3 separate regions of the Mus musculus genome follow, and regions 2 and 3 are each linked to region 1. The links are chromatin contacts, called in public HiChIP or PLAC-seq maps. All regions are on one chromosome and are shown on one strand. Each heading gives the region's core, a stretch centred on a gene start, on an enhancer-like site or on the middle of the called end of the contact. The rest is flanking DNA. Distances are from core to core; before and after follow the strand shown. Region 1 overlaps Fmnl2 (formin-like 2). Region 2 holds the start of Fmnl2 (formin-like 2). Region 3 has its middle 42 kb from the start of Stam2.

Region 1 (3,988 bases), core at 470-2,969:
AAGGGTTTTGACTTGAGTATGCCACTCATTTAGAAAACTTTTTCCAAACTTTATATACCTTCTCAAACTTTGTGGATCATTACAGGGGAAATTAATTGAGGTTAATCTGGTGTGAGCTGGACTTATAACAAGCATGTTTCAATCATTTCTACTCTATAAACAGTATTTGGATAAGAGATCCCAACATCAAACAAAATTCCATTCAAGTTCATCTTACACCTTAATATTCTGAGACCTAATGATATTTTAGCAAGACATCTGAACACGAGTTTGCCAAGAAACTAATGACTGTTGAGATACATACTGACTACTGAGTCTCTCCCCCCATTCATCCCTAATTCAGGATTGTTGTAGGTAGAGCTATTCACACTGCTTCAAGAACCCTACTGAATTAGATGTCAACATAATGCTATTTTAATGTTTTTATTATACTGATTTCACAATAATTCATTCTAGTGAAAACACAGGAAGACCTTTTCTTTGGTTACATAAGCTTTCTACACAAATGATCTATTCCTCTTCACCTCAAAGCTGGAATTATTTGGGGATTGGTATCATTGCCAAAGGGTAAGCAAGCAAACTATAGTCACTACTAAGGCATAGTTACAACCAGTACTGTTGCTATTAGTGAGTTCTAATCTGATTTGCCAGATGCTGAAAAACAATGAGAAAGTGACAGGAACCCTCCCTGTCTCCTAGGGTGCCATACCACTCTCTCAAATGGGAAATCGTGACATTAGCAAATGCAGAAAAGATGAGAAGAAAATATTGCCATAGTGTGTGTAGATAGCCATGCTTTACTGTAGGAAAGGCCAAGTGTGCACCAGCTAGAGATGAGTGGCTTCAAGAGCAGTCAGGGTAGCTTAGCCCAAGGGCCCAGCAAGCCCTCAGAGCTAACCTATGCAAATAAAAGAGAATTCACACAAGTAGACCTGGACTCCCAAGGGATGAACAACACCAAAGGCCCCAAAAGAACACATAGATTTTTATTTCCAAAACAATTATACATTACAGGAGTTGGTATACGGCACCACCTCCAGAAGGGATATATATGAGCTGTGTGTGTGTGTGTGTGTGTGTGTGTGTGTGTGTGTGTGTGTGTACACGATGAGACAGAAGAGGACAATGGAGAACAAAGAGGCATACCATTAAACCCTTACCTATTTGGTCTAACTATTGGTGAAGAAGCTGGGACCATAGGACAGCGGTTCTCAACCTTCGCATCATAATCCCTTTGGGGGTTTCTATCAGATATTTACATTATGATTCGTAATAGTAGCAAATTTACAGTCATGAAGTTGCAAAGTGATAATTTTGCGGCCGAGGGGAAGGGGTCTGCAACATGAGGAAGTGTATTAAAGGGCCACGGCAGTAGGAAGGCTAGGAAGCACAGCCATAGGAGAAGCCAACCTAGCTGCACAACCATTGAGAAGAGCCCTCTGGTGATGATTAGATTTAAAAAGCTTCCTGCAAAGCAAGCCTCTGCCTCAGAACATCTTCAACCCTGCTGTCCTATTTAGATCATCCATTTCAAGGTATTCACTGGGACATCCATTTCTAATGGTCATTTTATTCCTTCCCCGATTCAGAACCCATAAATAGAAGGTGCTATTATTTTAAAACTCAAAGAAAAATAAATCCAATGATTCACTTCCAGGGTGGTAAAATCTCGTCTCTGTGATTCAGCACACAGAGTTATGATACAAACTAGAACATGATAAGAGCCATATGTGATCCTCCTCAGTTCAAAGCGAGGTGAGGCGGTTTCCAACTGTGCGGATCAAAGGGATGTCCCTGGAGAAAGAGGGATTTGGATCCAATGCTGAAGGAGAGGCAGCACAGAGCTATCCTATCCCAAGTCTCTCTGCAAGGCAGGAGACAAAAAGTGTTCCAGATGAGGAAGTCTGGGAACAAAGGCAGAGGTGCATGGAGTGTAACTTCAGGGCCTTAAAAAAAAAAAGCTGGGTTCCAAGACCTCAGTGCCAGAAAAGTCAGGGCACGAAGAATCTCAGGTCATTGGAACAGGCAAGAAAGATGCCAGAAAATAAGCTAACAGAGAGTGGGTAGTTAACAGAGCCAAGACAGAGCTCTAACAAATAGAAAACCATATGGGTAGAACTGTGTAACTCTCCTTTTTCCTTTCCCAGCATTAAAAGCTGTACGTTTCTGCATAAAACTAGAACTGAAAAAAAAAAAATCAGCATGCCAGATTCCTTCCCCAGCCATGGTTTCTTGGAGAGCTCTGAAGCATTCCTTAGCTCACTATGAAATCACTTTCCTAGCTGGGGGAGGGGTATCCAAGTATTCCATTACAGCTCTCAGACTGAAACCTCTTTGAAGAGGCTTTTCCAAACAGTTTCCATTATTTAGACTAGCAAAAGTCTCTTCTGGTTCACTCTAGTTCAACAGGGCTTTCTTCATCAAAACATCCCATGGCTCCTCTTCTAATGTGCTGGATTAATTAGGCTGGCCCAATCCTATCCATCACTCAATATCTTTCTCAACGTGAGGGTTGGTTCCCCCTGAACGCTTTAGCCTTGTGAAAGAAGAGGCTACTCTGACAACATTGGTCCATAATTTCAGGTGGGTCCGTGCACAAGCCAACCACCAGGGTGCATGGAACACAACAGCACTCCCCAGAAATGCTATTACTGCGACGGGAATCTAGGAACCAGACACAATAGTGAAAGGTCACACCGGCAGTTGAATAAGCTTTCAATTAGCCAGATTCTTTATTTTAGCTGCCAAAGATTTCATTTTAGATTGATACTTCTTAAGAAAAGACAAACAACCATATCTCTCCACCCAATGCAAGCACAGGTACATATTACATTTCAAATTCTCTTCACCTAAGCCATCAAATACCCAAGAAACATCTAGACAGCAAATCTTATTAAGTATAGCTTCTATGTAAAATTACAGAATTCCTCTCATTATTTGGTCTAAAAACTAAATGGACTTGTGCTTTGCCTATGAAGATATAGGAACGTGTTGAAAGGCGGTATATCCATCACTATAGTCTACGTGTCCATGAACATCTTATAAAATGGCTGGGGAATAATTTGGGAATGGGAAGCCAGCAGCAGAGCATCTTTAGTACAAACAAAGACTAGAGATCATTGAAAGCTTTCCAGAGGCGATCATGTATCATAAAAACAAAATATTGGGTAACAAGGAAAGTGGGTAACAAAATCTTGAAAGAGAAGGGGGAGAGGGAAGAAAGAGAGGGAAGGAATGTGGGAGAGAGGGAGAGAAGAAACATCTAGACTGTGAAGTGAGCTCTGGGCATGTCTGTCTGTGATAGGCTAGATAGTGAAGTGAGCTCTGGGCATGTCTGTCTGTGATAGGCTAGACAGTGAAGTGAGCCCCGGGCATGTCTGTCTGTGATAGGCTAGACAGTGAAGTGAGCCCTGGGCATGTCTGTCTGTGATAGGCTAGCCCTGGGCATGTCTGTCTGTGATAAGCTTCCCAGAGAGGATGAGATCATGGCAGCAAAGATCTAACAAATGGACTAAGGATCCATAATCTGCTGGTACTGTTCCAAGACTGTGGAAGGAAGCAGGTCACTGAGGGAGCACACTTTGTGCCTAGATCCCCAACTGCATTCCTTCTCTTCCTCTGCTTCTGGCCACTGTGATGTGGATTGCTCTAAGTTACCATATTGTCCCCATCCCTGTGACAGACACCTCTGAAAAACGGGAACCTAGAGAAACATTTCTCCCCTTATAAAATTGTTTATGGCAGGTATTTTGACACAACAGAGCAAAGGTCTCCTCCCCTCCCCATTCCTTACCCGAGCAGCTTCAAGCCTATGTTTCCACCTTCAGATCACAAGAAGATGAAAACAGCAGCTCCATTCTTTGCTTTTATGTTCACGATCAGTCATTAAACCAATTACTCAAAGGCTACTTAAATAGGCAAGTTAAAACTCAGGTTGAACTAAGGCCTACTAAATGGCTCACTACAGGACATGGGCTGGCTTATCACA
Region 2 (4,543 bases), core at 1,334-3,833, 170 kb after region 1:
TCAGCATATGTTGTGCTTTTGTTTCTTGTTTGAGAAACTCAGTATTCTCTTAAACAGCTTGCAAAACAATTGCTTCCAGCTAACAGCGGGCCACTCCATGGAGTGAAAGTAGCCACAGCAAACATCGGACACCCCCAAGGAGCCCAGGATTTACAATCATAAAAGCCTACAGACTCACTTTGTGACCCGCTAGACTCAATGGGAGCACAAATCCACCATTTTAATGAAGGGGCATTATTTTCCTAAAGATTAATTCATACCATGTGTTATTAATCAGCAGAGTAACTGAAAGCTCATGCAAAAAATGCTCTCCCAGTTGAGTAGAACTTAATTGCATTATTGTTATTAGCATGGCTGCGGCAACCTCCTTGTGCCACTGGCTGCCCAACCCCCCTCTCTCTCTCTCTCTCTCTCTCTCTCTCTCTCTCTCTCTCTCTCACACACACACACACACACACACACACACACACACACACAGACAGGCCGACAGACAGACAGATAACACCACACCACACGATGAAGGGTAAAAACAGAAAACCCAGAGCCAGAAAGTTGCAGCTATGTCTGTCAGGAACAGGTTTTTTTTGGTGTGTTTTGTTTGTTTGTCTGTTGTTTTGTTTTTGTTTTCAAGAAACACCGTTTGTCTCTGGAAAGACGGGTCAAGTGTGCACCAGACTGCCTTGAGAAGTAATTAAGCTTGGGCTGTTTCATTTCACAGCGTCCCATCTTGCATAACGTGGGAGCAGCTGTGGGAGATCACAGGCCATGCAAAGCAAAATAGGCAGCCACATCTTTTCCCCCCATGTTCACAGCAACTTCCAGGGGGCCTAAAAGGGCTGCAAAGAGCTGCAGCCTCCGTGCTCCCTGATCACACAGAGCCGACCTGCCATCCAGACAGAGCACGGTCCCAGTACCAAAGCAACCTCCTTTCAAGGGATGAAGAAAGGCAGCTTCAATGTCCCACTCAACATTCAAATCTCAGAAAACCAACTTTTGATCCAGGGCTTGAGACCTCTCCCAAAGTTCTTAAGTTACATGCCAAAATTCTCTCAGGTAGACACAGGAGTTGGCAGCTCCATCACAAGTTCCTCTGGCTCTGGCTGCCTTGTCTTGCATGGATTTAGAAAAAGGGGGAAGCAGAGTGTCAAGTCTCAGACCAGGAGTCCGCCCACCCCACCCCCCAGCCTCATTTCCTTCCCATCATCCCCTTAAGAGAAGGTGGAATCTTAAAACTTGAGAAACCAGGAACCAACTGCACTTGGGACGCTCTCTGGGGCAAGGGAAAAGGCGTCACACCCTTTTGAGCTCACAGCAAGGCAGACTCCGGGTGGGAAGAGCCCAGAAACTTAGTCCCAAAAGGAAACGGAGAGAGAGGATTCCAGTCTTTGATTGAGAAGCTGGAACGGGAAGGCTGAGTGATGCGGAATGCGGGAGGGAGCCATGGACTCGACTGAAGGAACTGGGGTCGTCCGTGAAGTCAGGACGGCTCTTAACACGTCCCAGCCAAACTGCACATTTTTGTGGTTTAAGATTTAAGACCAAAGGGAACACACTGAGGTTCTCCCCTGCCCGGGGCGCTTCTCCCCCACCCCCCGCCTTCCCCACCCGCGTCTGGGTTTCAGATGCCTCCCCCTCGCGGAGGGACCACGGCGCCACTCAGCTGCCGGCCTCCTCTTTCTCTTTCTGGGGAGCTGTCCATCTGCCCAGCCGCGAGGTCCACCCTCCAAGTTCGGCCGACCGAGTGCGGGCGCGGCGCCTGCGGCCAGCCACCTGCGCGCGTCTGCAGCAGACCCCGCAAGGCCCAGAGCTGCGCGTCCGGGGGATGCTACGCAGAGGGTCGGGGTCTGCCGGTTGCTTTTCATTCTTTAAACAAAAAGCTTTAGCGGCCCGTCCCTCACTCCTCCCCGGCCAGCCACCTTCCCTTCACACCCACTCTGCACCTCCCGGCACACGCGCTGCGAGGTGCTGCTCCCGCCAGACAATGGGTTCGTGGCCGCCGGGGTAGCCCGGCCCGAGCTCCTCTCCCCATCCGAGGACCCCTGGAGAGCGCAAGGACGGAGGCTGAGAGAAGCGAGGCTGGGAGCCCACAATGGGGAAGGTGTGAGCCTCGCCCTTGGGACCGGAGGAGCCGGGTCATCTGCGCCGCCTGCCCCACGGGGGCCCCGCGCCCGGCCGCAGCGGACTCACTCACCAGCACGATGGCAAAGCGCTCCTCCAGTTCACCTGGCTCGGGCATCGGCAGCTTCAATGGCACGTTGTGCGCCTTGAAATCGGTCTGCTGCGAGTCCATGCTCCCCGCGTTGCCCATGTCGGCTGCGTGCCGGAGCCCCGGCTGGCTCCGGGCCCCTTGCGTCCGCGTCCAAAATGCCCACAGCCCCGGGCGCTTGGCTCCCGCCCTCCGCCGCGTCCCGGTTAGTGCTCAGCGCACGCCGCTTCCTAGCAGAGCTCCGAACCCAGCCGGTCCCCGGCCGTCCTCATGCTCCCCGCCGCCCCGGCGCCGCCCCGGCCTCTCTGCCTCGCGAGGGGTCTGCAGGGCGCTGGGCGCCGATCCGCATGGTGCTCCCGCCGCCCCCGCCGGCACCCGCGGCCGCTTGCGCGCTCCTGCTCGTCCGCCTCTCGCCCCGGCCGCAGCGGCGCTGACACCTCAGCCCCGGCCCCACAGCGAGCGGACGTTCGCGCACGGCTGGCCGACACAATGCCCCCTCTCGGCCCCCGCCCCCGGCCCGGCTCCGCCCACCCGCCCCGCGGACTGCCGGGACGCGTAGTTTCGGCCCAAACCGGCCACGCGCAGAAACCGCGCGCGCTCCTGGAGGGCCGCGCTGTAGTTGGGGTGCTTGCAGCAAAAACAAGCTGGACGCCGTGAAAGGTGGCTTTAGTCACTTTTATCTCGACCTCCCTCACTCCGACAGTTTGAAGACCTGCCTCGCCTACGTAAAATCTGACACTTCAGCACGTTTGAAGAATGAGTGAATGACTCCAGTCAATCATGAAACGCGTGATTTAAGTTTCAGAAGAGTATAACCCTGTGAGAGAATCTAGTTGAATAGGAGACCCCCACCCCGGGTATTGGCAATGCCCAACTTCACGAACTACAGGTGGAGACGTGGTACGGGTTCTTCGGCATCTATGTTGCATGGTCTTTGATCTAACTGGATGTTTTATAAGCAAATGTGGGGTTTATAGTATGTGTGAGTTTTTACAAGAATTCAATCCACAATAGACAATTCAAAGAAAATAACTGTCAAAGACCTATGACGGGAGTTACGATTTCATAGGCTGAGACACTCAGCCCTGCAATGCTTTCAAATCTAGTAAGGAAGACAGTTTACACAAATAACTATTTTGCATGAGGGTGGTCGTTGACTGCACCCATCCTGCTTCCAAAGCAGATTTGCCCCAAGTGTTTCACAGAGAATATTAGGCTCAACTCTGTCCCTCTGAACTTAACTAGATGTTATGAGGGCTTGGAAATGCACTGTTATACGTGACTTTAGCCAGCTGCCCTTGCTGTAGATTTCAAGCCCATGTAGAACTTTTGATTAAAGCTACTCATACCATGAGTTCTGCCTGGCACCAGAATTTCCCTGAGCTGAGAGATGGAGCCCAAGAAGCTGTGGTACTCTTTGCAGCTTAGGCTATCGTCTTATTTTGTTTTGTTTATTTTATTTCAGAGGCATTAATTAGTGTTCTTCCTGCATGTGTATCTATATGAGGGCATCAGGATTCCCTAGAACTCGAGCTACAGACAGACGTGATCTGCCTGGGGGTTGGGAATTGAACCCAGGTCCTTTAGAAGAGCAGCCAGTACTCATCTCTCCAACCCTGGGCTATCTTCTTAAGAAAGCAAGTAAATTGCATCCTACCCGGATATATCAAGAGCCCCAACTTTTCCTTAGTAGCTATGAATGCCTGGTCTCATGGCCCTTGCTTAACTTTTCGTGCCCTAATTTCATCATCTAAGAAAGTCATAATGGCATTGACGCCTTTCTTACAGGGTTGGATGAGATTTCAATAGATCTGTACTGTTCAGATAAAGAACTTGGAGTAACAGTCAGTGTGGCTCTGTATCACTGTCATCACCATAATCCTCGACATTTTATTGACCTCAGTACTTTCCATCCATGCCTTCCTACTTATGATGGTTGATACTATGTTTATTTTAATTAAGTAGACTGGACTAAATGATGCCCAGAAAACTGATAAAAAGAAAGAAATAATATTTTGGAGCGTGTGTATTTAATCCAATAGTCTTAGTAAACAAATTCAACTTCATCAGTGCAGAGGGCAGCACCCTTTCTGCTGAGGCCATGAATAGAAGAGAAAGATGGGGGAAGGGTAAGTTTGTTCTCTGCTCTGCTGGGGACATCACCTTTTACTGCTTTCAGGAATTGGTGCTCCTCTTTCTGGATCTTTGAACCTGGACCAAGACTTACATCATTGGCTCCTAGGGCTTTTAATTTTAACTGGAACCCATCACCAGCTTCCCTGGCCTCTAACTTGAGGAGGCAAACCATGTGACTTCTCAGCCTTCAAAGCTCACACG
Region 3 (4,504 bases), core at 338-2,837, 250 kb after region 1:
CTGGTGTGAGGTGGAATCTCAGGGTTGTTTTGATTTGCATTTCCCTGGTGATTAAGGATGCTGATTCTCTCTAGATTCTTGAATGACACTCTGCCTGTTCCAGACTGCATTGTTCATTCTCTGTGGAGGTGCATAGTTTGTTTTACTATCAGTTTCTATTTTTTTTCTACTATGACCTTATAAGACAGAAACATGTTTCAATTATTTGTACTTGGCCATACATTCTAGATCTTGAATGCGATCTGGTTTAGAGAAAGTTCTGTAAACTGCTGGTGGTGTGTGTTCTATGTCTGTTGCATGGCATATTGTATGGATGTATGTTAAGTTCCTTTGATGGTACAGTTCAACTCTGAGGCTTTGCTGATTTTTCATTTGGGTGATCTATATAAATATGAGGGCATGACAGTGTTGATGTCACCCACTAATACTCTATCAGGATCTCTCTGACTGTTTATGTCCATTAGTGTTTGTTTTACGGAATTACATGTCTCAATATTTGGTGCATATATTTAACAATTGTTACATATTCTTGATGAATTGTTCCTTTATTAATATGCAGTAGCTTTCTTCCATTCCACTTGATAGATAGTCTTTCATATACTACTCTCAGTGGGTATTTGCACCTGAGAGATATATTTCCTGAAAAATACCAGGTAGTTAGATCTAGTTTTGTAATCCAATCAGGCAAAGTCTCTTTGTGACCTGAGACCTTTTTGACCTATAAGGTTATTTCTGAGTGATAATTATTGTAGCTTTGTTGGTTGTTTTTGGTAATTGCTTTCTTTTCCCCCCAGTAAGATTAAGGGTTTGCTTATTTATTGTGTAGGACATGAAGGATTCCTTCCAATGTCTCCTTTGTTCATTTGTTACTTTCATGAATGTCTCTCCTCTGCTCCAGTGATTGAGACTGACTGTCTTCCTCTGGCTACAGTGCTGAAGTTGGGATCATGAACTGCTTAGTCTGGGTTTGTCTTAAATGTCCTTACTTCTCCATTAATTGTAGACAATCACTCATCTGGATATGGGCATCTGAGTTGGCAGTTATTTACTCTCAGGGCTTGAAATATATAATTTCGTGTACTCTCAGTTTTCAGGGTCGATGATAAAAGAGCCAATGTCATGTTGATGTGTTTACTTTGGGAGTTGGCTTTCTGGGTTTTTTCTTACAGCTTTTAGCATTGTTTCTTTCTTTGTATTTTTGACATCCTGACTATAATGTGTCATGAAGAGTTTCTTCTACCATAGTATCTATTTAGAGTTTTAAATGCCTCCTGTATTTGGCTAACAGGCTTCCTGGACAGATTCCAGGAAATCGGAAAAGGGGGGTTGGGGGGACAGGCTGTAGCGTGTCCCCAGGCCCTTTGTCACAGACATCTCCTGGCTATCTAAATACTGCACTCAAAAGCCACAGACAGCTGTGATAGAAATGGCAGGGGAGTAGCTGGTAAAACCCTGGTGGGGGTCTAGTGATACCCTTCCTACTGAGGAGTATTAACAAACCATTGCCACTACTACAGAATTAGCTAGCACTATGTTGTTTTGTTTATTTTGTTACCATGACTACAAGGCCACGGTCTACACTTAGGTCACCATAGCAGTTTTGGCTCCATTGTGGTGGTGGCAGGAGTTCATCTCAGGCCTGGAGGAAATGACCCTCTACAGCATTTGTCCTTAAATACCTGACCTCTTAGAGACTTTGCCTGCCTCTCTCAGCTACCCTAACATCCTCACTGTGACCTCAGATAGGCCACCAGCATAACAATACAAACAAGGGGACTGGAGAGATGGGTGAGTAATGAAGAATGCTCACTTGCTGTTCTTGCAGAAGATTAAGATCAGTTGCCAGCATCTATGCTGGGTAACTCATAAGTGCCTGTAACTCCAGTTACCTGAATGAAGAAGAGAAAGGGGAAGGACATGACTGCTTCTAGGTGTGGTGGGGGAGAAAGTTTATTGTAGATGAAAGGGAGAGCATCAACAGAGGCAGGGGCAGCTGGGAGAGTCCAGAGTGAACGTGACCATGAGCTCTGCCATGTAAGGGAAGGGGAAAGGGAGCAGAGAGAGTTAGGAGAGTAAAGGGCAGACAAAAGGCCAGGTACCAAAATGGCTGGATTCTATAGGATTATAAGGGGCTAGGGAAGGACACTCCAGCACCTTGGTTGGAGATTTCAGGGTAGAGGACCCAGTATGGCAGCCATACCGTGTAACAGGTAGAGACTGAGGGATGCTAAGAGAACCTGGTGGCCAGGTCTGCTTTGATATGCTAACTAGGCACTTCTGTTAGCCATTAGTCCCAGGTTTGAGACCTAACAATACCCTCTCTGGAATCTGCACACATAAATACACACATATAAGTAAAAGTAATATAAATCTTTAAAATAATACAAAGGAAAGCAATAAAAAGGTAAGCATTATAGAAATTTAATGTCTTTTTTTTGTTTATTATCATCTCCAAGTTTGTCCTCCAAACCTTCATATGTCCTTTCTTCCACTAACACCTGCCCTGGAATTAGGAACTGTTCCTAGAAAACCCTATTTTCTAGTAGTTGAACCCATCAGACCCAATTATCCTATTAATATGCCATCATTCTCTTTTGTATGTGGATTTTAAAAAGAACTCTCTCTGGATCTATCTGATCATAGAAGCATCGCGGTGAACTAAAGAGGAAGCATGGCTTTTGTTCAGAGCGGAGAGGGTTCATTAATAGTTTACTTGTGACAAGGAGGAACTGGGAGAAAAGTGTCTTTTTTTCTTTTATTTTAAGATAAGGTCTCACTATGCATCCCATACTGGCCTGGAGCTCACTGTGTGAGCTGGCCAGGCTGCCCTTGTATTAACAGAGATTTTCCTGCCAGTGCCTCCCATGTGCTGGAATTAAAGGCGTGAACCATCTTGCGCAGCAAGCATCATCTTTGTTTAAAACAAGCAAACAAAACAACAAAAAGCACACGAGGTTGATTATGGGGAGATGCTAGTATACTGTGCATCCCAAGAAGAGCTTCCTGCTAAATAGGTTTATATTTTACTTATTTTTCAATATCTGGTTTACTGTTTAATTCCTGCTAGTTATTTAGCTAGAAGCTATTTATTTGTTAAAGAAAAATAAAGTTAATTTTGTTATTCTCAGTGCTAACAGAAATTGATGCTAAAACTGACAAAGAAAATATGGCATACCAACTACTGGTCACATACGTCTTGTTTCCCAGCTCTGGAATGTTTTATAGTTTAATGTAATTGATGGCTTATTTCGGCCACAATAGAAACACCAAATTGATTCTTTCTGTAAGAAAAACTGAGAGCAGTCTCTGATATTTAGGTTATTGTTCATTGTAACTCAGAATAGCCAGTTGACAGACCTAGAACCTGAAAACCTGTAGATTACGTGTGTTCTAGCCCCAGCGTCATCACAAAAGTTCCCAGGGCAAGTTACTCCATCTTTCTTTAAGCAGAGTCTGATGCTGAAGGTCAAGGGTGGAGCCTGAGATTCTGCATCTTTAACCTTGAATAATGCTGAAGATCCCCCACCCCCACCCCCAGAGCAGCCAGGTCTTAAGGTATTTACCCCTGGGTGCAGGTATGAACAGCTGTGTAGCTTACACATTTTCCTCACATGAGGAAATGAATGGGAGAGAAGATATTTTCAAACAATTATATAAGTAGAAAATATTATTAGTTGAGGTATTAGCTCTTCACTTTTTTGTTTGTTTGTTTGTTTGTTTGTTTTGGGGTCCTACATAGCAGAGGCTGGCCTTGAACACCTGATCCTCCTACCTCCACACCTCAAGTACTTGTTTTATAAACACACCACCATGCCTGGTTGCTTGTGGACTTTGAAAAGGGTCTCACCATACAGCTCAGGCTAGCTTCCAACTCAGGACCGCTGTCTGTCTCCTTGCTGCTCCAGCTAGTTTCTAACTCAGGACTCTCCTGCTTGTCTCCCTTGCAGTACCTCAGTTTTGAAGGAAGCACACTGTGAAAAACTAACTTCAAAAAAAGTTACCAAAAAACCCAACCAACCAACCAACAAACAAAAAAAGCCAGGCATGGTGGCACACACCTTTAATCCCAGCACTCGGGAGGCAGAGGCAGGCAGATTTCTGAGTTCGAGGCCAGCCTGGTCTACAAAGTGAGTTCCAGGACAGCCAGGGCTATACAGAGAAACCCTGTCTTGAAAAACCAAAAACAACAACAACAACCAACCAAACAAACAAACAAACAAACACAAACAAAAAAAGTTGATCAAATGTGAATTAACTCACTCTTCTTAATCATTCTCAGGTATCTAAAAGATAGCATAGTGCTATTCAATTATTCATAGCCCTTAATGGTTTTTTAAGACGATTAAACATTTTAAAATTACATTTAGTACATGGTTTCTCCCAAGAACAGGTATGGCAGAAAGCTTTGTCTGCTAGTAACTGATTATAAACTTAGTTATTTGCAGCCAGTTTGTATTTAATTCCTGGGCGATCATTTAGTCTCTATCTGGTTTGAAGTCTTAAT

What was found. HiChIP or PLAC-seq counts read pairs in DNA pulled down with a chosen protein or histone mark.
Region 2: a contact with region 1 is called in an H3K4me3 HiChIP or PLAC-seq map of craniofacial prominence, with 5 times the contacts expected there. The contact joins the promoter of Fmnl2 here to the enhancer-like site in region 1. A contact is called at or near these places in 4 of 39 promoter capture datasets (hippocampal neurons, liver, maxillary cranial neural crest and 1 more), 5 of 484 Hi-C or Micro-C datasets (the Patski cell line, bone marrow-derived macrophages, embryonic fibroblasts and 2 more), 14 of 115 datasets of contacts at active chromatin or transcription factors (cardiomyocytes, a colorectal cancer cell line, craniofacial prominence and 11 more) and 4 of 9 other capture datasets (adipose tissue, embryonic stem cells, liver and 1 more).
Region 3: an H3K27ac HiChIP or PLAC-seq map of heart atrium shows a contact between it and region 1, with 4 times the contacts expected there. The contact joins two enhancer-like sites. A contact is called at or near these places in 4 of 484 Hi-C or Micro-C datasets (bone marrow-derived macrophages, embryonic stem cells and nephron progenitors) and 4 of 115 datasets of contacts at active chromatin or transcription factors (embryonic stem cells, epiblast stem cells and heart atrium).

The regions. Positions count from the first base shown.
Region 1 is chr2:53,028,467-53,032,454 of GRCm38.p6, reverse strand. The region is part of intron 2 of Fmnl2 (formin-like 2); the gene reads right to left. Among named protein-coding and RNA genes, the nearest start is that of Gm52511, 22 kb to the right of the region's middle. Within about 2 kb of position 1,719, at least 95 of the 459 cell types and tissues checked have an H3K27ac peak or open chromatin away from gene starts, as enhancers often do. A contact at or near this core is called in adipose tissue, craniofacial prominence, embryonic fibroblasts and 7 more, where this site is marked.
Region 2 is chr2:52,855,908-52,860,450 of GRCm38.p6, reverse strand. Fmnl2 (formin-like 2) reads right to left here and starts at 2,583. Exons shown (of 27, transcript NM_172409.2): 1 at 2,192-2,583. The coding sequence starts at 2,308.
Region 3 is chr2:52,782,379-52,786,882 of GRCm38.p6, reverse strand. No RefSeq gene overlaps it. Among named protein-coding and RNA genes, the nearest start is that of Stam2, 42 kb to the right of the region's middle. Within about 2 kb of position 1,587, at least 24 of the 459 cell types and tissues checked have an H3K27ac peak or open chromatin away from gene starts, as enhancers often do. A contact at or near this core is called in heart atrium, where this site is marked.